Linked DNA regions of Mus musculus: regions 1, 2, 4, 5, 6 and 7 are each linked to region 3. The links are chromatin contacts, called in public ChIA-PET and HiChIP or PLAC-seq maps. All regions are on one chromosome and are shown on one strand. The core of a region is the stretch at or near the end of the contact, and the rest is flanking DNA. Distances in the headings are between cores, read along the strand shown. Region 1 overlaps Gm34574 (a long non-coding RNA gene). Region 2 has its middle 9.3 kb from the start of Gm34777. Region 3 has its middle 53 kb from the start of Gm20110. Region 4 overlaps Poc1b (POC1 centriolar protein B). Region 5 overlaps Poc1b (POC1 centriolar protein B). Region 6 has its middle 27 kb from the start of Gm34574. Region 7 has its middle 22 kb from the start of Gm34921.

Evidence for each region. ChIA-PET counts read pairs in DNA pulled down with a chosen protein or histone mark. HiChIP or PLAC-seq counts read pairs in DNA pulled down with a chosen protein or histone mark.
Region 1: an REV-ERBa ChIA-PET map of liver shows a contact between it and region 3, with 4 times the contacts expected there. The contact joins two enhancer-like sites. A contact is called at or near these places in 2 of 484 Hi-C or Micro-C datasets (bone marrow-derived macrophages and liver) and 5 of 115 datasets of contacts at active chromatin or transcription factors (craniofacial prominence, embryonic stem cells, hepatocytes and 1 more).
Region 2: a FOXA1 HiChIP or PLAC-seq map of pancreatic cancer cells shows a contact between it and region 3. The contact joins two enhancer-like sites. A contact is called at or near these places in 13 of 39 promoter capture datasets (the 3T3-L1 cell line, 3T3-L1-derived adipocytes, the C10 cell line and 8 more), 2 of 15 datasets of contacts at CTCF or cohesin (CD8 T cells and the NIH/3T3 cell line), 4 of 484 Hi-C or Micro-C datasets (bladder smooth muscle, bone marrow-derived macrophages, dorsal root ganglion neurons and 1 more) and 4 of 115 datasets of contacts at active chromatin or transcription factors (embryonic stem cells, hepatocytes, liver and 1 more).
Region 4: an H3K27ac ChIA-PET map of liver shows a contact between it and region 3, with 11 times the contacts expected there. The contact joins two enhancer-like sites. A contact is called at or near these places in 2 of 484 Hi-C or Micro-C datasets (bone marrow-derived macrophages and liver), 5 of 115 datasets of contacts at active chromatin or transcription factors (the 230-238 cell line, CD8 T cells, heart atrium and 2 more) and 2 of 9 other capture datasets (adipose tissue and embryonic stem cells).
Region 5: a contact with region 3 is called in a FOXA1 HiChIP or PLAC-seq map of pancreatic cancer cells. The contact joins two enhancer-like sites. A contact is called at or near these places in 15 of 39 promoter capture datasets (the 3T3-L1 cell line, 3T3-L1-derived adipocytes, the HPC-7 cell line and 11 more), 1 of 15 datasets of contacts at CTCF or cohesin (the NIH/3T3 cell line), 3 of 115 datasets of contacts at active chromatin or transcription factors (bone marrow-derived macrophages, embryonic stem cells and pancreatic cancer cells) and 1 of 9 other capture datasets (embryonic stem cells).
Region 6: a contact with region 3 is called in a FOXA1 HiChIP or PLAC-seq map of pancreatic cancer cells. The contact joins two enhancer-like sites. A contact is called at or near these places in 1 of 15 datasets of contacts at CTCF or cohesin (CD8 T cells), 2 of 484 Hi-C or Micro-C datasets (bone marrow-derived macrophages and liver) and 9 of 115 datasets of contacts at active chromatin or transcription factors (bone marrow-derived macrophages, craniofacial prominence, embryonic basal ganglia and 6 more).
Region 7: a contact with region 3 is called in an HNF4G HiChIP or PLAC-seq map of pancreatic cancer cells. The contact joins two enhancer-like sites. A contact is called at or near these places in 1 of 39 promoter capture datasets (neural stem cells), 1 of 15 datasets of contacts at CTCF or cohesin (the NIH/3T3 cell line), 3 of 484 Hi-C or Micro-C datasets (bone marrow-derived macrophages, embryonic fibroblasts and nephron progenitors), 6 of 115 datasets of contacts at active chromatin or transcription factors (embryonic basal ganglia, embryonic hindbrain, hepatocytes and 3 more) and 1 of 9 other capture datasets (embryonic stem cells).

Annotation. Positions count from the first base shown.
Region 1 is chr10:99,221,528-99,224,287 of GRCm38.p6, forward strand. Gm34574 (a long non-coding RNA gene) reads right to left here. Exons shown (of 5, transcript XR_871997.2): 3 at 758-909. Among named protein-coding and RNA genes, the nearest start is that of Gm34574, 9.2 kb to the right of the region's middle. Within about 2 kb of position 1,469, at least 17 of the 459 cell types and tissues checked have an H3K27ac peak or open chromatin away from gene starts, as enhancers often do. A contact at or near this core is called in hepatocytes and liver, where this site is marked.
Region 2 is chr10:99,240,927-99,243,826 of GRCm38.p6, forward strand. No RefSeq gene overlaps it. Among named protein-coding and RNA genes, the nearest start is that of Gm34777, 9.3 kb to the left of the region's middle. Within about 2 kb of position 1,370, at least 147 of the 459 cell types and tissues checked have an H3K27ac peak or open chromatin away from gene starts, as enhancers often do. A contact at or near this core is called in pancreatic cancer cells, where this site is marked.
Region 3 is chr10:99,554,614-99,557,701 of GRCm38.p6, forward strand. No RefSeq gene overlaps it. Among named protein-coding and RNA genes, the nearest start is that of Gm20110, 53 kb to the right of the region's middle. Within about 2 kb of position 1,423, at least 36 of the 459 cell types and tissues checked have an H3K27ac peak or open chromatin away from gene starts, as enhancers often do. A contact at or near this core is called in hepatocytes, liver and pancreatic cancer cells, where this site is marked.
Region 4 is chr10:99,168,003-99,171,061 of GRCm38.p6, forward strand. All of the region lies in intron 10 of Poc1b (POC1 centriolar protein B), which reads left to right. Among named protein-coding and RNA genes, the nearest start is that of Galnt4, 61 kb to the left of the region's middle. Within about 2 kb of position 1,534, at least 79 of the 459 cell types and tissues checked have an H3K27ac peak or open chromatin away from gene starts, as enhancers often do. A contact at or near this core is called in hepatocytes and liver, where this site is marked.
Region 5 is chr10:99,123,196-99,125,895 of GRCm38.p6, forward strand. Poc1b (POC1 centriolar protein B) reads left to right here. Exons shown (of 12, transcript NM_027740.7): 3 at 1,636-1,807. Among named protein-coding and RNA genes, the nearest start is that of Galnt4, 16 kb to the left of the region's middle. Within about 2 kb of position 1,351, at least 11 of the 459 cell types and tissues checked have an H3K27ac peak or open chromatin away from gene starts, as enhancers often do. A contact at or near this core is called in pancreatic cancer cells, where this site is marked.
Region 6 is chr10:99,203,458-99,206,157 of GRCm38.p6, forward strand. No RefSeq gene overlaps it. Among named protein-coding and RNA genes, the nearest start is that of Gm34574, 27 kb to the right of the region's middle. Within about 2 kb of position 1,279, at least 232 of the 459 cell types and tissues checked have an H3K27ac peak or open chromatin away from gene starts, as enhancers often do. A contact at or near this core is called in liver and pancreatic cancer cells, where this site is marked.
Region 7 is chr10:99,291,530-99,294,598 of GRCm38.p6, forward strand. No RefSeq gene overlaps it. Among named protein-coding and RNA genes, the nearest start is that of Gm34921, 22 kb to the left of the region's middle. Within about 2 kb of position 1,757, at least 8 of the 459 cell types and tissues checked have an H3K27ac peak or open chromatin away from gene starts, as enhancers often do. A contact at or near this core is called in pancreatic cancer cells, where this site is marked.

The sequences.
Region 1 (2,760 bases), core at 219-2,718, 330 kb before region 3:
TAATAGAAATATTATATCGGCAAGTGGGGTTTGAAATTCAGAGTGCAAATCATCATAGAAAAGCTAAAAGTCAAAAGCAGTCGAAAGCTTGTGGGGACTCATAGAATTTTTGTGTGGGCTTGGCATGGTTTTTCCACTCGGGCACACATGTCTGTGCTGAGTCAGAACCTCATGAGCTCTCGGGTCCACCTGACGGCTGATCGGAGGCTTGCAGCTGAAACCATGAGACATTTTTCCACTGGCTTCTAGAATCTTGAGGGCAATGGTGGGCAGTGTGGCACGAGGTGGGTCAGTGACCTGGCAAAGTGCTGCTGGGAATGGTGGAGCATATTCCTTGAAAACTCGTTGGGGACTGGAATAGATCCACAGAGAAAAAAGACAGAAAAACAAAACCAAACAAACAACCAAACAAACAACCAAAGGCCATGGGAGAGTTCATTTCATTCAACTGTAGGGAAAGACTGGCATATTCAGAGTCCCTCTCGTCAAGCAGAAGTTCAAGATGCCAGCACGACATGGCCTCCAATTCACCCTACCCGTTGCCAACCTATCTACATATTCCCACCTTTTTTCACCTTCTCGAAGCTTCCTCTTCCCAGAATCCTCAGCTCTGGCATCGGTCTTTCCAGGAAGCCATCTAACACCCTGGAGAATGACTGGCTTCCACATGCCAGGCTTGACCTTTGCCCTCAACATATTTTATTTTATCTTCTCCACCTGAACCATGACCTCCAAGAGGGCCGTGACTGGAATTTACCTATGTATCCTCAGAACCAAGTCCGGTGCCAGGTCCAAGTCAATACACAGTCAGAGTGAGCACGGAGTTGACGGATAACTGGTGATGGTCTGATGTGACAAGGACCAGTCGATGAGGTCACAGGAAAAGATGAGTTGGGAGTTATATAAAGACTGAAAGTAGAACAAATAGGGTTGGTGGGGAAAGGACTGAATGTTTCGTTTATAGGAGATGTTAGGGTCTGCACTGGCTGGCCCTCACAGCATGTAGTATGAGGATTGGTGACAAATAGGGTTAATTACAGAAAGGTAGATAGCTGAAGGGCTGAACACCCTGGATTCGGGTTTGGATATCCAAAGTATGTAATTTTTCTCCCAACTGCTGATGAGAGGGAAAGCTGATGGGTGCTCTGACCAGATTCCACCCAGAGAGTCGCTCTTAGGCATTTTTAAATCCCACCGTTTCGGCTTAATGCAGGATTCCCTCCATTTCCTGACTGCAATCTATACACACATCTCAGTGGGTGCTGTGGGTTATTTCCATAAGCTACAGTAAACCCACGCCCACGGTGGCCCACAGCAACTCATTTGGAGTGTTTCCTTGGAGATACAGCTCCCTCGTCTTCAAGCAACTTCCCTGTGACCTGAGTATCACTCCCTGTGTCTTTTCATGCCCTGTAACAAGCTCTTACTTGAGGCCTGCACTGGCAGGGAAGGGAAATGAACAGGTCATGAAACAGAACACACTGTGCCTTTTTAAACATTAACCATTGTTCAGATCTGAAGTCCTGGCTGCTGAAGGCGGTGAGGGAAATCAAGAATTCTATGCCAGAACTCTTACCTATGGAAAATTTTAGAGTTCCCTCTTCTGCTGTGGCTCTTAAAGTTATACCAAATCAGATCAAAATGGATATATACCTGTTTGGGTTTTGTTTTGTTTTGTTTCCTTATAGAAATAGACATGTAGCAAGCCTGGCTTAGCTCTTACCTGGAAATGGCTATCTAACCCAAGCTATAAGAATAGCAAAGTCATTTTGCCTAGCAATATCTAAGCAGCAATGACATTGTATCCTTAAAATTGATTCCAGAAGTTTCCATTCTTATGGACTAGAGGGAATCTGACAGTCTTTGCTATGTGTTGGTGTAGTGACTTTTTTTTTTTTAATTTATGAGGAGTTTTTGTGGCTCTCTTGATTTTATTTTCCTGTGACTGTGAATCATAGAAAAACCCATTTCCATGGTCCTACCAGAAATGAGCTAGCTGAAGTCATTAACATTTTTCTATTGGGTTCTTATGAGGTATCATACACAGTGGCAATGATTTTTGTACATTAGTTCTCTGGTCTTGAAACTGCCTTCTAGAAGATCAAACTATACCGCATTGCCACAATTAGTGGCAAGTTGTCTAAGTTTGGGTCCTGTATCTGATTCACTGGGTGTCTCTGTACCCTACATATATAAAACTGTAGAAGCTAGGCTGGTTCTTCCTCCCAGCCCCATGTTCCCAGAAACAAGACTCAGACTTAAAATATATTTACAGATACCTTGGCTATACAGCTAGGATCTTCTCTGACTAGACCATAACTAGAGATAACCCATTTATCTTAACCTATGTTCTGTCACGTGGCTGTTTACCTTGGCTATATAGCTAGGATCTTCTCTGACTAGACCATAACTAGAGATAACCCATTTATTTTATTATTTATTTTAACCTATGTTCTGTCACTTGGCTATTTACCTGTGCTCAGGTACCATGTGTCCATCTTGTTACGTCTTCGTGGTGAATCTCCCTGTGCCTCGTTTTATCCCAGAATTCTTTCTTTCTCCTCCCAACACCCCACCCTCTATTTCCTGCCTAAGCCATAGGCTATATAGGCTTTTTAATTGACACATGATGCAGCCACTCAATACACAAGGTATTCTCTCTACATGAGGCAGTCAAAAATGTCTATTATACACATAGAAACAATTTTAACAGAAACAAAATCATGCTATCTCCAGGGTTGTTATCAGTGACTGGGGTCT
Region 2 (2,900 bases), core at 120-2,619, 310 kb before region 3:
CTGCTGGCTCTGGTTGGGGAGGGGTTACAAGGCTTCTGTGTCTTTTCCTTTCTTCACCTATCTCAATTAATAAGAACATTGTGATCTGTGTGGTCCTAATGAAAGGTTCCACACGTTTACCTTTCCCCTATCACCCTAGAAGGCACTAGATCAACGGGTTCTCACATGGGCATTGTGACCTTTTGGTGGGGGGAGTAAATTCTAATGACCCTTTCACAGGGGTCAAATATCCTGCTTATCAGATATTTACATCATGACTCATAACAATAGCAAATTACAGTTATGAAGTATCAAGGAAAATAACTTTATGGTTGGGGGTCACCACAACATGAGGCGCTGTACTAAAGGGCTGCAGCATTAGGAAGCTTGAGAACCACTGTACAAAAAATTCTAATGCTTGAAGTAATTTACCCTGTTAGCCTTAGGATGTGGAACACAGTAGAAACTGAATGAAATGACAAGATATGAGAATGAGAGAGAGAGAGAGAGAGAGAGAGAGAGAGAGAGAGAGAGAGAGAGAGAGAGAGAGAGAGAGGAGGCGTGTATTTCTAGCCCTGCAAACAGTGGCATTTCCTGTTCACCCACTCACTACCTAGCTTCCAGTCTCAGGACCACATAAGTATGTTACATACATTATCTCCTTTTGTCCTTTTATCTCACAATCTCCCCCCGCCCCACACCCCCTCACCGCGAGACTAGTGAGACCCTCAGAGATTTATCAATTTGATGTTTTAGAGGCTAGAAGCAGAATAGGGATTTGAACTGAGGCCCACGTAGCTCCAGTTTTGGTGTAGTTTCGTATATCCCCAAGTACCCAGGCACAGGCCGACTTGCACACTTCCCACACCACATATTGCCCTCAGTGCTCCCTGGTGTCAGGGATATTGTTACAATCACCTTCTCTGGCTTTTAAAAGCATGATTTTCATGGTAGCTCTTTTACCTGCTGTCTGGAAAAGGCCATAAAGATCCCATAGCCTGCTATAAGAGCAACCAGCGGCTGTCAGCCAGATGCTGTCAGGGTGGCGATAGAAGTGTATGGCAGTTCTAGTTGGACTACCCAGAATCCCTCTCTCGACTTCCGTTGTTTATTCCTCTTTGGTTCTTTAGCAACTTGTGTACCCGTCTTGTGGGACCTGTTCGAAAGGGATGCGACCTGTTGAAATGATGCGCCCGCGAAGCGAGACAAGAATCCTGTCTGCACCCCACACTGTTTGCTTTGTGAAATTCCAGACTGTTTAATCTGCCCTACCTCATCCTCATAACTCCAGATTCCACTTTTCTTAATGACTTTCCCCTCCTTCAGTGCCTACACAGTTATCTTTGAAGAAGGCAGAAAAGCAAAGATGAATCATGTGCAGGAAGTGGGGGGGGGGGGGAGGGGGAAGGAGTGTGGTTGGAACAGCAGATGGCTGAGCGTGTGGGCACAGAGCTGTCTCTGTTGTTCCTCCCGCCACGCTCTGGAAACAAGTCCCTTGGAAGCATATATTCATTCCAGGATGGGGGCTGCATCTGCTTTCAGGTACTAACATGTAAATCCACATCCGCCAGGATTCATTGTAGGTATCCTAACCCTAGGCTCAAGCCCAGGTTGGACTATTATCCTGTCCTTGAAGTTTTGACCACAGACCTTCTAGACTAGACATAAGGTGATAAACTACTTCAATGAGTGGAAACAAAATTTCTCATGCCATCTTTTTTTTTTTTCTCCTGCAGGATATGAAGTAAGTGTGTGGGTATTTCTCATGTGTTGACGTGCCAGCTCCCTGACCTTCTAGGGGACTGGCAGATGCTTCTAGAAAAGCTGGACTGGGCTTTCAGGGGAAAGTCTAGGTTAAGCAGAAAATCCCACTTTGTTCCACCGGGAGCTTGTGGTGGTCTGTATGTGGAAAGAACAGGAAGACAAAAGTTCTGCATGCTGGCGCACAAGTACTGACCAGAAAGCACACTAGAGTTAGCTCCCCAATGTACGCACGCAGGCAACCGGAGTCATTTTGTTTGAATAGCTGGACTAAATTTCGAGAGCTCACAGCAGCGGAGAGTTGGAAAGATCCTGTCTCAGAAGGCTTCATTTTGCCCTTTCTTTCTTTCATTTAAATTCCCAGATGCCATTCACATATACGCTAGAGAAAAGGCCGTAATTATTTTACTTCTACATGGATGTACTCATTTAACGAGTGTCTTGACTGCTTTCTCTCTATTTCTGCCATTACCATCTGGCCTCCAGACGAATATCACAGCACACAGGTATGCAGAAGTGTTTTTGTCCTGTTCTCCTTAAGGTGATAGGTATTTTGATAAAATGCGTTTCTAGAGTTTGGGATATGTCTTAGCACAAGCTATTATTCGTGACTTGGAAACCAAGTGCTGTGGTTTAAAACTTATTTGACTAATGGACAGCTTAAAAGACACTCTTAAGGGACCGAGGAGATGGCTTGCTGTATATGCGTGAACTTCTCAGTGTGGGTCCAAGCACCCACATTAAAAACAAAAAACAAAAAACAGGAATAGCAAAGTGCATCTGTGTCCCAGAAATGTATCAGCAGAGACAGGGGCACCCCTGGGCCTTGCTGGCTGGCTGGTCTTGCCAAATAGATGAGCTTCAAGTACAGTGAGAAACTTAGTCTCAAAAACAAGGTGGAGAGGAATAAACTACATGACATCTACCCTCGGCCTCCACATGTACACATTCATGCCCAGCTACGTTTAATGACAAATAATAAGCATCGTCTGATTAAGTCTCCATAAACTCAGCACACAAATCAATAAGCAGGGCTGTAGAAGACATTTCCTAAGTTGTACATCACGATCGTAAATCCTGCTAAGAGTAGAATTTCCACCCCCATCGTCATTATGATGTAGTGACTTTCTAGCTGAAGAATCTTTCAGACTGATCCCACA
Region 3 (3,088 bases), core at 173-2,672:
CTTTGATAGGTTAGAGCTCAAACCTTTGCTTTGCTGTCTAAACTCTTTCTTTCTTGGAATGGCTATAACATGTTTTAATTCTCATTTGATTATGAGCAATAGCACAAAGATCAAATACTTGTTCGTATTTATCTTCCTTTCTATTAGAGAATTCGACTAGAGGCTCTGCTTAAGCAGCAGTAATATGTTACATTTATTACACTCATATTCTATAAGGAAAGGCACACATATTTCTAAAAAAAAACCCCAAAACAAACAAACAAACAAACAAACAAACAAACAAACAAAAAACAAACAACTTCCTTGTGTTAGGTGCCGTGTCTTAGAGAAATACACACGCTTCCTAGTCTTGTGGGAATCAAACATGGATTTCATGAACATGCTATTTGCCAGAAATAAAACAAATTCTCAAACAGCCTTCACGTTTGGCATAGTTATTAGCCCTACATGTGACTTAGAAGCTTCATGAGCCATAGAAAGAAACTTTATTTCAGGACTTTTCATAGTTGAAAAGCATTTGATTTTAGTGTCATCTGACTTTTTAACATACTTTGGATCCTGAATCATTTGACTCAAGTTTAGGTCAACAAGAGGGTAGAGTTGGGCAACCCTTTAAACAAGCGGTTGCATTTATAAATGATAAGGCCTGGGTTAATCTTTTGCTCTTTTATAGGCCTTTTTAATTTAGTTCTTGGACAGAGCAGTAACATGATCAAGTAGGAACCATGGGGTGGGGTCTTCTTTGGTAATAGAGAACACTTTGCTATTCCATATATTTTAACTCAATATTAACAGCCTGTAGTGAATGAATTTATGTGGAAAATAAGAATAGTAGCACCTTCCTTAGCCGGGGCTATGTGGTAAAACATGGAACATACAACAGGGTCCTACAGACCAGATTTAACCTGCACTTGGTTTTCATAAATCAAAGCTTACCGAGACACAGAGCTATCTATTCAGTATGTACTATTTGTGTCCCCTTTCAGTAACAAGAGCAGAATGAAGGAATAGCAATTAACACTGGTTGGCCCACAGAGCTGAAATGAGTTTTCAATTTTGGTTCTTTACAAATAAGCTTCGCTGGTTTTGCTCGTCCTTGATTAAAATATGCTTCACTAACTAGAAAATGCTCAGTAGTTACTAATTATCATAATTATCCTTTTTCTTTTTTGTTTTTAACCCCGGTATAATCTGAAATGTGAATGAAACAGAAAGGGTCCAGAAGGTTATCAGAAGAACACGGTGCTCCAGCTAATGGAACCTCAAATTGAAACTGAACTTGAGTCAAAGACCAAAGTGTAATAGAAACCTCAAAGGGTAAATTTGTTTTTCCTAATTGAAAACTTTCACCGGTTCAGTGAGTTTTTCCCTTCCTCCTAGAAAGCACGGGTGAGTCACGGTTGAAGTTATTAGTTCATTCTTGATAACAGTTGTCACTGGCAGCGACCATGAAACTATTCCATTGGTGCATAGCACTGCCGTACCAAGCAGCTTTGCTGGCGCTGGTATTGATTTCAATTAAAACATGTTATCTGAATCACAGTCGTGTTTCCTGTTGGCTTCCCTCTGTAGCCAGTGATGCAAATGGAAAGCCACTCTCCAACCTGCAGTATCTGGTTACTTACAACAAGGTCTAGGCAGCTGGGGTATAAACAAATCCCTAGTGCCGATCAATGGAGGAGGAAATGATCTTCATTTGCCCTGCATGATGTCATCCATCTTTGGCCTGACAGTTTTCTAACAATTATTGACTGAGGGCAGGCAAATCTTATGAATTCATCTTAGTCCTTCTCAAGGCAGGTAGTCAAGCATAGCCCCAAATGCAGTGGTCTCATTCCTTGTGTATACGTTCTTTGTATTTCTTCTTTTATTCTCCATTATGTGAACCCGGGGGTGGGGGGTGGTGGTTGGAGTTTCTGTGTTTGCCCAAAAGCACTCGATGACAGTGCCCTGGAGCTGAGTGTTATTACAGCTGTGTTTAGCATTTTAATGCCTATCCTGTTTTACTTATTAGTCCGATCCAGTGATCAAATCCCTCAGTGTTTGCGGGAGGATTCTGTATTTTGTATCAGAACTGGTGCTTTTACTATCAAAGCTGACATTTGTCATTGATCCCAAAGGTATGTAAGCTCAAGAGGATACATATGTAGAGTAGATTCTAACTCGGCAGCACAGATGTGAGCTTCTGACCTCGAGGCTTGTGTAGTAAATTAAATCACCAAGGTCGGAAGTGAGCCCAGGCTACGGCTTTCCCGACTGGCTTGGTGTTTCTCTGTTCTCCACACAGCTGGAGACACATGCGCAGACTATATTTTCTTCCTCTCAGCCTTCTTTGAAGTTAGATGCAGCCTTGTGTCTGGTGTGTGTGTGTGTGTGTGTGTGTGTGTGTGTGTGTGTGTGTGTGTGTGATTGAGTATGAGAAGGGAGTGATACACAGTCCTGTCTACAAAGCTTTCTCAGGTGTTCCCTTCTCCGTATTAGAGCTGTATGGTCAGGACTTCAAAGACACAGAAGAGGGGCAACAAGAAATAGAACCTTATTATGTTAAGTCACTGAGACTTTTTGAAGATCAAACCTAGGGTCTTGCGTAGGCAAGGCAAGGCAAGGCAAGGCAAGGCAAGGCAAGGCAAGGCAAGGCAAGGCAAGGCAAGGCAAGGCAAGGCAAGGCAAGGCAAGGCAAGGCAAGGCAAACCCTCCATCACCAGATCATAGCCTTAGCCCTTAAGTACTGGGCTTATGGGATATTTGTGTTATAATTAACTCAGCTCATATGTTAAGTTTCATTGTTTTGTGTGTCAATGGGATTCCTTTTTTCTTCTCTCTCTCTCCTCCCTCCCTCCCTCCTTTCCTTCTTTTTTCTTATGTGTATGTATGTATGTATGTATGTGCCTGTATGAGTTTATGTGTGTCATATATGAGGAATAGCTATCCACTGAGGCCAGAAGACAGCACCAAATCCCTTCAAGCTGGATTTATAGATAGTTATGTGTTGCTTGATAGGGGTGTTAAGAATCAAAGGTGGGTCCTCTGAAAGAAGAATCTACACTCTTAACTGCTGGCCCATCTCTTCATGGGTAGTTTTTAATTC
Region 4 (3,059 bases), core at 284-2,783, 390 kb before region 3:
TAAATTGTAGTCTTAAAGTTTTTTGACGGTTTGGGGTTTTTGTTATTGTTGTTGTTTGGGGGGTTTTGGTTTTGTTTTGTCTTTTGAGACAGGGCTTTTCTGTATAGCCCTGGCTGCCCTGGAACTCTCTCTGTAGTCCAGGCTGGCCTATAGCTCAGAAATCCCTCTGCCTCTGCCTCATAAGTGCTGGGATTAAAGGTGTGCGCCACCACCCACAACTTAGCCTACTGTATTCATTTTATTATTTGTCCTAAAAGTAGATGAAGAAACTGAAGTCAGAACTCTCACCGTCGTTCTGTGGATTGCTAAAACACTGGATTCCTTATCTCAATCCTGAGCACAATGCATAGTGCAAATATAACTATGCCTTTCTTTAGAGTTAGAGACAGCATTCAGGTCAAATTAGTTATTTATAATAAACTGAGACTTTCAAGTTACATTATAGGGGGAAAAAAATCCCAGAATGTGCAGTTCTTTAAACCATTAGCCAAAATAAAGACAGGCCGCCCAGAGAAGCACAGCAAGTTGCTCCCGTGAGAAGGCCCAACAGCGCCCACCCTGGGCAGGGGAAGGAAGACAGCAGTGGACGGAACACATGTCAGCTGGAGAGTTCCCCTCATGTCCTGTATGGGGAATTGTCACGGAAATGTTGGTGGGGGCAGTGTTCCCAAAGAGATGATCAGTCACCTAGAGAAGGCAATAGAAGACTTTTCCCAGAGAAATCAGCCGTTAGCCTGAGCAGAGATGGGTAGGATTTGTTATTGTAGTTTGTTTGTGTGTTTTCAAACTGGAATATTTCAGGTAAGAATGCAAGTATGTTCCTTTAAAATTTTTTGAAAATGTGCACCATGATAATAAAATGCACAGTAATCTACTTCTGATCCCTCCTCCTTGCATCCTGTCTCCCCACCCCCACCCGCATACGGTCTCTCCTTGTTCCTCCCTCCCTGAGCTGGCTTGGAGATTGTCTTGCCTTAGCCTTTTTCCTTCACAGGTGGCACATTGGGGCCTTTACATTGCCTTACCAACAGGTGGCAGATATGGCCGAATCCTGCCAGGCTTCGCTCTCATATGCGTCCATGTCCCTCCCGCAATAAGTATTTCTTGAGGAACTGCTCCGTGGTCATTCCCCATTCTCAGCTTTAAAGAAATGAAAAGGAAGCAATAAATTAAAACCTGTCCAGAAAAGTTCAATTCTACATCCCACTCAGAGAAACAGGGAAGTCTCAGTTAAAAACAGAGTCTTTTTAGGATAGTGGATCAAAAACGCTGCAAAAGTGCAGAAAAGCACTCTGGGCAATAGCGAGAGGCTGCAGGAGTGTGGTCAAGACACCTGTCACATGGCAGGTGCCGCCTGAGTAAGTGCCGCAGTGGCACTGGGGGCAAGGACCTAGAAAACTAAGGAACTAATGGACTTCAGGCAGTAGTGGCTTGACACAGGCAGGAGCAAGGGAGGGTCAGAGATGGCAGGCTTCTGAAGATATTTTGAAGGCAGAGCCAAGAGGATTTCCTGACAGATTGGATGTCAGCTGTGGGATTCCCTATCTCCTCTCCCAGGGGACAGTAAGGTGTAGCCTTGCATAATCTCAGGGCAGCTGGGAATATCTTCTGCCTCAACCTCATTTTGACAAAGAGCCAAGGACAGAAAAATAATCATAGTTTTCTTGTCTTAGGTTCTGGAACCAGGGGAAGGAAATTCTCTGCCTTTTCTGTGACTTTGGGGAGTGCCCTGCTAAATGTCATTTAGAGTCACATTTCTCAGCAGAGCACGCTTGGTTTCTCTTTTGCAAAAGATTTTTTACATCAGCCTGTTTGAGGGAAGAGAGCCGTTGCCCACTTTCATGGACCATATGGTACATACTACCTATAAAGCAATGTTGTGTTGACACATCTGCGGACACAGGGAGAGTAGACTTGCAGACAGAATATTTCCACGGGTGTTGTGGCAACAGTACATCCTGGTTACTAGACAACATTGTGTAACTAGTTCAGAGTTATTTCAGTTCCTAACTGCTTATGTAAGCAAAGATTTGGAAGGACTTATTTGAAAGAACACAGTGTCTGCAAATTCAAATGTCCCTCAGCCAAAATGTACAACTTTGACAGCTTTAGATGCACGTGCAGGCTGGAGAGTATGTTAAGAGCACTGGTTTCTCTTCCAAAGTACCCGAGTTCAATTCCCAGCACCCACATTGACCACTAACAACTATCTGTAACTCCCGTTCCAGGGCACCCATCTTCTTCTGCATGCAGCGTAAACGTCCACACAGATAATATAAATAAATAGTTTTAAGAATAATGCAGGAGCGCCCGTAAGTCACGGGGCGCTGGCACCCAGCCTTCCTTCCCTCTCCCTGTACTACGTCCCCAGGCTTACTCACGGCGTCATTTGGAGAAGGTCAGGTTCTCTTTAAGGTTTTTAAACTTTGCTACAGCGAATAAGGCTGCATTTGATTTGTAAGTTTAGCACATATGATTTCTAAAAACCAAATATGTTGTTGGCTTACAGTAAACGGGCAGGTTGGTGTGTTTTCAAGCACTGTTTAGGTGGCTCTGCAGTGTCTGTCTGGGTGGCTCTGCAGTGTCTGTCTGGGTGCTCTGAGGTGTCTGTCTGGGTGGCTCTGAGGTGTCTGTCTGGGTGCTCTGCAGTATCTGTCTGGGTACTCTGCAGTATCTGTCTGGGTACTCTGCAGTATCTGTCTGGGTACTCTGCAGTATCTGTCTGGGTACTCTGCAGTATCTGTCTGGGTACTCTGCAGTATCTGTCTGGGTACTCTGCAGTATCTGTCTGGGTGCTCTGCAGTATCTGTCTGGGTGCTCTGCAGTATCTGTCTGGGTACTCTGCAGTATCTGTCTGGGTACTCTGCAGTATCTGTCTGGGTACTCTGCAGTATCTGTCTGGGTACTCTGCAGTATCTGTCTGGGTACTCTGCAGTATCTGTCTGGGTGTTCTGCAGTATCTGTCTGGGTGCTCTGCAGTATCTGTCTGGGTGTTCTGCAGTATCTGTCTGGGTGTTCTGCAGTATCTGTCTGGGTGCTCTGCAGTATCTGTCTGGGTG
Region 5 (2,700 bases), core at 101-2,600, 430 kb before region 3:
GTAGTATGTGTGTATGTGTAGTGTGTGTGTGTGTGTGTGTGTGTGTGTGTGAGAGAGAGAGAGAGAGAGAGAGAGAGACTTACTTTGTAGCTCAGTCTGACGTGTAATGTACTCTTTGTAGCCCAGGCTAGACTCTAAGTCATGTATGCTCTTTTTGCTTCCAACTCTTGAGTGCTGGGATTGCAGACATGATCAATCATGCTCAGCAAAGTAGTGGGAGGTTTTGTTTTATTTTGGGGTTCTCTCTCTTTTTTTCCTTCCTTTCTTTGTTCCTTCCTTTCTTTCCTTCTTTCTACAGCAAGGGTTGAAGCCTGTTGAAATATACAGCCTTGAGAGGCCTGAAACTATGTAGGCCAGGCTGTCCTCGAACTCATGAAGATGGCCTGCTTCTTCCTCCAAGCACTGGGATTTAAAGGCCTGTGCTGCCACACACTGCTTACAGTGATAGATTTTTTTTTTCAAGGAACAAACTTTTTTTTCATTTAACTGCAGCACAAAATGTCATTCTCTTTATGCTGAATAGTTTATATATGCTGTTTATGCAAACTTAGCCACCCTCAGTCAGAAAACTACTCTAGGTTCTCTCAAAGCTTACCATGACATTTTATCTGTAATGCATACAGAATGGATTCATGTGAAAAGGGAAATCTCTTCTCCCATGACAGTGACAATTTTCCTCTCCCAGATCATGAAATACCCTCTTTTCCAAACCCAAGTGCAGTTTCATACTACACTTGGACCAAGGTATGTGTGTTTGTCTTGCCATGCCCTCTTGGCCCTGCGAGGCCTCGTTGTTGGGCCTGTTCTGGGATGTGTGTATAACAGAACTTGTTTTGTAGGCATGAATTAAATCCACCTTTGTCAAGGAATTTATTTCCGCTCTTGATCACATTCATATTTCCTCCACTTAACGATTTTTAAGCTAACCTCTGACTCAGTTCTTTTGATTAATCATCAAGTGTCATAAAGTTACAGAGCAGAAACAGATTTTTAAGGTCATCTCACCGAGCTTTAAAGCGTTTCTGGTTCAGTTGACAAAGGTAGGGTGTCTCGGTGGGTGATAGTGTCCTAAGCTTACCCATCCTGTGACTGTGGGAGAGAAGCCACACTCTTAGCTCAAGCACACAGAAACTTTTAGGAATGAGGATGCTGTGATCTATACAACACGTCTTCAAATGGTTCAAGAAAAAAAATGTCTCTGCATACACACGTGTTCATGTACAAAGAGAACCAAAGACAGACAGATAAAATATTAACAGGTGGGATTGGGCTAAGGGTGTAGTAGTGCTATTTAAGATATGACTTCTGTGTGAGCTCATATCCACATAGTTTTTTTAAGTACCTCATTTGTCCCTCTGTAACACTGAGGGAGGGTGACTAATGCACTTTGCTCCAGTGTGCTCCTACTTGTAGGGCACAGTCCCTGAGCTTGCCTAAGTCACTGCGGCTAGTACCCTGCTGGGTAGCAGGGCACTACCAACTTAGAAGACCCATAATAAAATTTAAATATTTTTAAATAATAAAATATTTCTGTCATTACCTGGCCAGCCCACAACCCCCAAGTTCTCTGTCTTCTTGTTATTGATAAGGCGTGCGTGTATCTCAACACCGGCCTGTTCTCCTCTTTCCTGACAGCTACTGCTTCGTGGGACACCTTTCTCATGCTATGGAGTTTGAAGCCACACGCTAGAGCTTACAGATACGTGGGCCACAAGGATGTTGTAACCAGCCTGCAGTTCTCGCCACAAGGAAACCTATTAGCCTCTGCCTCGAGGGACAGAACTGTTAGACTGTGGGTTCTTGATAGGTAAGAGGTGCAAACACTGATGGGGTCTGGGTTGGAGCTGTGGAAGGTGCTGAGGCCTGCCTGCTCTTAATGCACCTTTTGGGGCGATGTTTCAACTCCCTAGGGACCTGTACTCATTAGGGTCACAGATATACTGCCCAGGTTCTATTTTATTTATTTGTTTATTTATTTATGTATTTAGGTTTGTTTGTTTGTTTGTTTGTTCCCATAGCTGAGGATAGAACCCAGGGCCTTCTGCTTGCTAGGCAAGTGCTTTACCACTGAACTAAATCCCCAACCCCACTGCCTTGGTTTTAAAGACAAACTATTTCACACAAGTTTCTCAAAATTCAACTCAAAATTATGCCCTCTTTTTGAACAATCATTTGTAACCTGGAGATATGCACAATATGTCAGAAGCTTTGGGAGATGGTTAGAAATATCTATGTAAATCCGAAAGAAACACAGTGGAGTATATCAGAAGTTCATTATTAGCCCCACAGTCCCTGCCCAGCCAGGGTTTTTAAGGGCCCCAGAGACCCTGCTGACACCCCTGTGCCTGACACCCCTATGCCTGACAACCCTGTGCCTGACACCCCTGTGCCTGGAGCATCCTTTGATTGTTATCATTCATTTAGGAGCTCTAGAATCTTCTTGTTTAAAACATTTCCGACAAATACATAAATCATTGTTGAGTATGGTGACATATACCTGTAATCTCAACACTGAGAAGAAAGACACAGTTCTGAGTTCAAGACCAGCCTGGTCTATAGAGTAAGTTCCAGGACAGCCAGGGCTACACAGAGAAACCCTGTCTTGAAAAGACATTCATATATATTAATATATATATATATATATATACACATACATATATATATATACTATATTAATGCATTTGCTGAAGTTATATTATT
Region 6 (2,700 bases), core at 29-2,528, 350 kb before region 3:
TGGTGACAAATTGAACTGTAAAATGTTAGTGTTTTAGTCCTGGCTAAAATGTATGCTTTTCATCTACTCTTAGGGGAGGCAGAAGATGCGTGAGCCAGGCTGCCATTGCACTGCCACCCCCACCCCCCACCCCCACCCCCCACCTCTTGGAACTCAGACCCCTGCGCTTGCTAGGCGAGCCTTCTACCGCTGAGCTAACGCACTAGCCCTCTTTAACCCCGGGTCTCATCCTGTATTGTCACACTTAATCCTGCAGACTTCAGGCTTGCGATAAAAAAGGAGAACAGAGGCCAGAAACCTCGGCCAGCACACCCGCTCTCCAGTTCTTCGTCCGGTTGTATCTGAGCTGCCACGAAAAAAGATTAATCCGGAACAGGAGCTGAGGAAAGGGAGGGGAAGAGAGGAAGAGAAGGAGGCAGGCGGATTGGGTGGGGGGAGACCTCCCCCTCTGTCTCTTTACTTCAAACCAAACCCGTCTACTGCTTTTAAAACTATTTCGAAAAATAATTTCGTGTCCACAAAGTAGTACCTGTTAAAAGTTTTGAAATTAAAAAATACTGAGGGGGGGAGGAGGAGGCGGGAAGGCGTGTTTTCTGATGAGACGCTCTTCCGCCTTATTCTGTTTGCCCAGGATCCTCCGGCTGGGGAGACAGGAGAAGGGGAGAGCTCCCTGGGCGAGGCGTGTTTCTCCGGCTGGATGTTGGATTTCAGGGAGCAGTCCAAGGTTGGGACGAAGGACTTTTTTTGCTGAGATGGCTTCAGGATACTTTTGCCTGAATTAGTTCTAATGAAACACTATCCTACCTCAGGTTGTTTCCTCTCCTTAATCCCTGGAGGAAATCCCTTTGCTTTTCAGAGATAAAAAGTTAGTAGAACAAAGAGACAGTCAGGGAAGCGGCTGGGCCTTCGCTATAGAATTTCACTGAAGCCTGTCCAAGCCCCGGGATAGAGCCGGAGGGCTGTACTGTTTATTCCTACACCTGGATTGAATATCAAGGTCTTTGAGATGAATCATTTAGAAACTTGGTGTTGCGAGCGGGGGTGGGGGTGGGAGGGTGGGGGGATGTGTTTCTTCGGGACTCTCTAATAATGTCTGTGTCAAAGGCAGAAATCACACAGAGAGTTCAAAGTTATTAAACCCCCCTCGATTCACCACTTTCATTGAGCAAGAGGAGGGAGTCTTGGTTTTTGCCGTGAGGAGGGGAGATAGATGGGGAACCAGAGTGTCAGCCTCCCCGGGTGGCTTCCTTGGGTGGCTTCCTCGCACTGCAGCACCAGCCGGAGACTGTCACCAGTTTCGTTTTCACCTTTAAACCGTGATTAAGGCAAAAGGCGCGGGATTTGATGTGGCTCCAGACGTGAACAGAAAAAAAAAAAAAATACATTTAAAAGGAGCAGGACGGCCTGACTCTTGTTTCTAAGTGACAGCTACTTTTCAGAGAGCACATCAAAGCCCAGCTTAACCACAGAGGGTCTTGTGGACCCAGCAAGGGAAGTAATGGCACTGACAATGTTTAAAAAATAAAACACAAAAAACTAGAAATGGATCTGGAGAGATGGCTCAGAGGTTAAGAGCACTGACTACTCTTCCAGGGGTCCTGAGTTCAAGTCCCAGCAACCACAAGGTGGCTGTAACGGGATCCGATACCCTCTTCTGGTGCATCTGAGGACAGGGACAGTGTTCTTCACATATATAAAAGAAATAAAGCTTAAAAGAGAAGATGCTGGAAATGTGAACCCCTGCACTGTATTGACCTTTAACAGAAGCATCGGGCACCGAGAAGCAACCCTCTTTTTTTTTTTTTTTTTAAAGATTTGTTTATGTATGTGAGTACTCTGTTGCTGTCTTCAGACACACACTAGAAGAGGGGATCAGATTCCATTGCAGATGGTTGTGAGCCACCATGTGGGTGCTGGGAATTGAACTCAGGACCTCTGGAAGAGCAGTCAGTGCTCTTAACCACTGAGCCATCTCTCCAGCCCCCCAAGAAGCAACCCTCTTAACCCCCCTTCCCTGCACCCCTCCCCATTCCTCTTCCCTACATCCCTCCCCATTCCTCTTTCCTACATCCCTCCCCATTCCTCTTCCCTACATCCCTTCCCATTCCTCTTCCCTGCATCCCTTCCCATTCCTCTTCCCTACATCCCTCCCCATTCCTCTTCCCTACATCCCTTCCCACTCCTCTTCCCTACAACCCTTCCCATTCCTCTTCCCTACATCCCTCCCCATTCCTCTTCCCTACAACCCTTCCCATTCCTCTTCCCTGCATCCCTTCCCATTCCTCTTCCCTACATCCCTCCCCATTCCTCTTCCCTACAACCCTTCCCATTCCTCTTCCCTACATCCCTTCCCATTCCTCTTCCCTACACCCCTTCCCATTCCTCTTCCCTACATCCCTTCCCATCCTCTTCCCTACATCCCTCCCCATTCCTCTTCCCTACATCCCTCCCCATCCCTCTTCCCTGCATCCCTCCCCATTCCAAGCTTGACCAACCTAGCTGCTCTGCTCTTAGCCTGAGTTACAAACTCAACAGATGACTTGGTCTCTAGAGTCTCTTCGTTTCTAAATGTGGTGCTAAGACTTCAAAAAGCGTTTTTACATCGAAAGCTAAATCTCTGGCTTCTGTTGAGAAGTGGGAGGCTAGAGTGTTAGCTGTCATGTTTTGCTTAGAGCTTTGTTAAGTGTTTGGTTTCACGGG
Region 7 (3,069 bases), core at 507-3,006, 260 kb before region 3:
GACCAACAGCATGGAGGATGTTGAATGCCTTCCTTTACTGCTCTGCACCTTAATATCTTCAGACAGAGGAGTTGTTTTTGTTAGGGTAACCAGGCAGCAAGCTCTGGAAGTCTATCTGCCCCTGCCCCCTCAGTGTTGGAATTCCTCCCAGCATACACGAAAGACAAGCTCTACTTTTTTTCTTGGGTGCTATGAATTTGAACCCAGGCCTTTTAGCTTGCTCTTGCTGACCGGGCCATCTTCTCAACTCCTTTGGGTTTTGTCCTATCAAAAGCCTCTTCCTTCTCTAAGGGTAGCTGGGAATGGTGAAAGTAACCCTGTGTTCAAGTTGCTAATCTATAATTGGTTTTCTGGTTGGAACACTTGGTTCGTCTTTTTCTGTCTAGTTGAAACTATATGAGCACGGTGGGAGTGGTAGCTTTATGTGTGTAGTCCCAACATTGTGGAGGCTGAGGCAGACAGATGCTGAGTTCAAGGTCAGTGTTGGTTACACAGTGAGACCTCATTGCAAAAATAACAAATCAACAACAATAAATTACAAAGCTAGATTTAATTAATTTAGAAGAAAAATCACATTATTTATTTTACTTTAAAACACTTTTAAAAAAAGGATTTAAAACAGGAAATTGAAAAAAAAGAGAAGGGAATATTTATCTACTGTATGGGTTCAGATGCTGTTTCTGTTAGCTTGGGCAGATTATTTTAAGAAATTAGTTGCCTGAATAGTAATTGTTCATTTGTTCATGGTCACAATAGTCAATGGTCCATTCTGGCTCAACTGACTCTGTCATCACGTCTCCTTATCAGTTCCCATGCACAGTGGCCAGAGTGGAGACATTGTTGGTAGTTTGCAGATAGCTGTGGCCATCCCTTCCATCTTGTACAAAAGTCTTCTGTCATTGTGATGTTGCTGTTTCTGTGTACAGCAGAAGAGATTATTTCCTGTTATCATTTGTTGATGTTTGTTATGAGACCATATCCCAGTATCTTGCCTAGACTGGTCTTGAACTTTTAACCCTTTTATGTCTCTGTGTCAGCTTTCTGAGTAGCTATGATGAGATGCATAAGACCATGTTGGGCTTCTCTCTTCTCTCTCTCTCTCTTACCCTTGTGCTTTGATTTAGTTGATATTTTTTTTCCAGTGCGGATGTAAATACTGCTTTTATTTACTTAGATGAAGGGACGGCACGAGAGCCATCCCTAAGCTATACAAATACACAGCGTGGACTGAGCCAGAGTGCTTCTTTTTCTCATCTATCTATCCCTAGGCTTAGACCTAGGCCTGGAAGCTGCTAGCCTCCATACAATGTAGTTTTCGAAGCTGGTTGTTTCAATCTAGCTTCCCTCAATTTCTGCCTGAATTACTCTGCTTGGCCTTATACTAACTTTGGCAATATATTTTAATCTTTGGATCATTCTCTGGTTCATTCTGTCTTTACCTATGTCTAACTTGTTCTCTTTCTGCCTGTTGTCTTTGTAAAACTGTCCTGGTAAAACTGCCATGTATATGCACCCCACCCCACCACCACCCCCTCTCTTCTTCTGCTCTTAAGTAACCTCTCTTTCCTGGGCCGTTCTCCTGTGAGTTGGGCGTATCCTATCTCCGACTCATTCTGTCAAATCTTTATCTGATTCATCACTTTGTCTACCCCCCAATTAGATGTCACTTTCAAACATGGCTGCTGCCTCCTATAAACTAACCTTACCTTCATTGTTAGGGATAGAAAGTGTGTACTAAGGGTGTGTCCAGCCAGGTCATATTGTAATTCAGGGCATGTCTGCATTCCAGCAGAGTCATGTAGACCTAGAAGATCTTTCCCTTGCCAGAGCAGCCATGTTGGTAGATTAAAATTCCTTAACAGTGGGACATTAGCAAACAGGATACCGTAGCCTTTTGAATTTGCACAATGGAACTTGTTCTTTGGCTGCTATGAAACCAGAGGTCACCTGAGGAAGACACTTCACTTGGCCTCAAAGAGAATAGAATGGGAACCCTGTGCTGTGTTCCAGCTGAGACTGGAGATGTGAATGAGGCCATCTTAGTTCCACAGCTGTGTCAACTTGATCCAGATCCAAAGAACTAAGCAACATTGGTGCCACAAGCTACTTCATATTCATCTTTGCCAGCTTGTTTAAACTATTACATGTATGGCCTGCTTGTTAAGTCACACAGGACAACCATTTTAACAATTATTTTTGTGTTTATGTGCTTTAGGAATTTGAATGATCTGATTTTTTTTTTCCAGACAGGGTTTCTCTATATAACTCCGCTGTCCTGAAAGTTGCTCAGTAGACCAAGTTGATCTCAAACTTATGAAGATTTGTTTGCCTCTGCCTCCCGAGTGCTGGAGTTAAAGACACAAAATGGTGTTCTAGATTATTTTATGAAGCAGTGTGGTTCATGGTTTATGAATTTTTCTTGCCAATGGGGATGCTTCATTGACAAGGAAAGTTAGTCAATGGGAGGGAAGGGAATGGTCTGGTTGCATGGATCCATAGAAGTGTCCTCATGTCCCTCTTACAGCAAGAGGACCTGCAAAAGTCCAATGGCACCTTTAAGGCTCCCAAACGGATGAAGGTCAAACTGATACGTGAAAGTAATCGAGTTCAGAATGAGAGAATTAAAAGTCAAGATGAAAGCGTTTTGTATTTTCCTCTTGAGAAATGTCTTTGTGAACTGACACCAGAGAAATCACTTCAATTTCCTTCCTGGGATGATGAGTGGTTTACAGTGTTGGGTTGAATTAAGTCAGTGTCTTCAAAAAAGAAAAAGAAAAAACCCACCTCTATTGTACTTACAGCAGACCATTCTTATGGGCTCAAGAAACATCGTCATTACATCGTTGTCTGTAGATGGAGATCATAGTCAAGTCAGGAATTATTCATTTATTCTAGACTCCTAGCTAATGATCTCCCGAGAGCAACCTCTTGATATGAGTTTTCAGAGTTTCAGAGACCTTGAACCAGGTCTGCCTAAGCCCTTCAGGAATGATTTCTACAACCATAGTGCCCCATCATGTCATCGAAACATAAAACTATTAACAAATCGTTACCTTCTACTTCATCTAC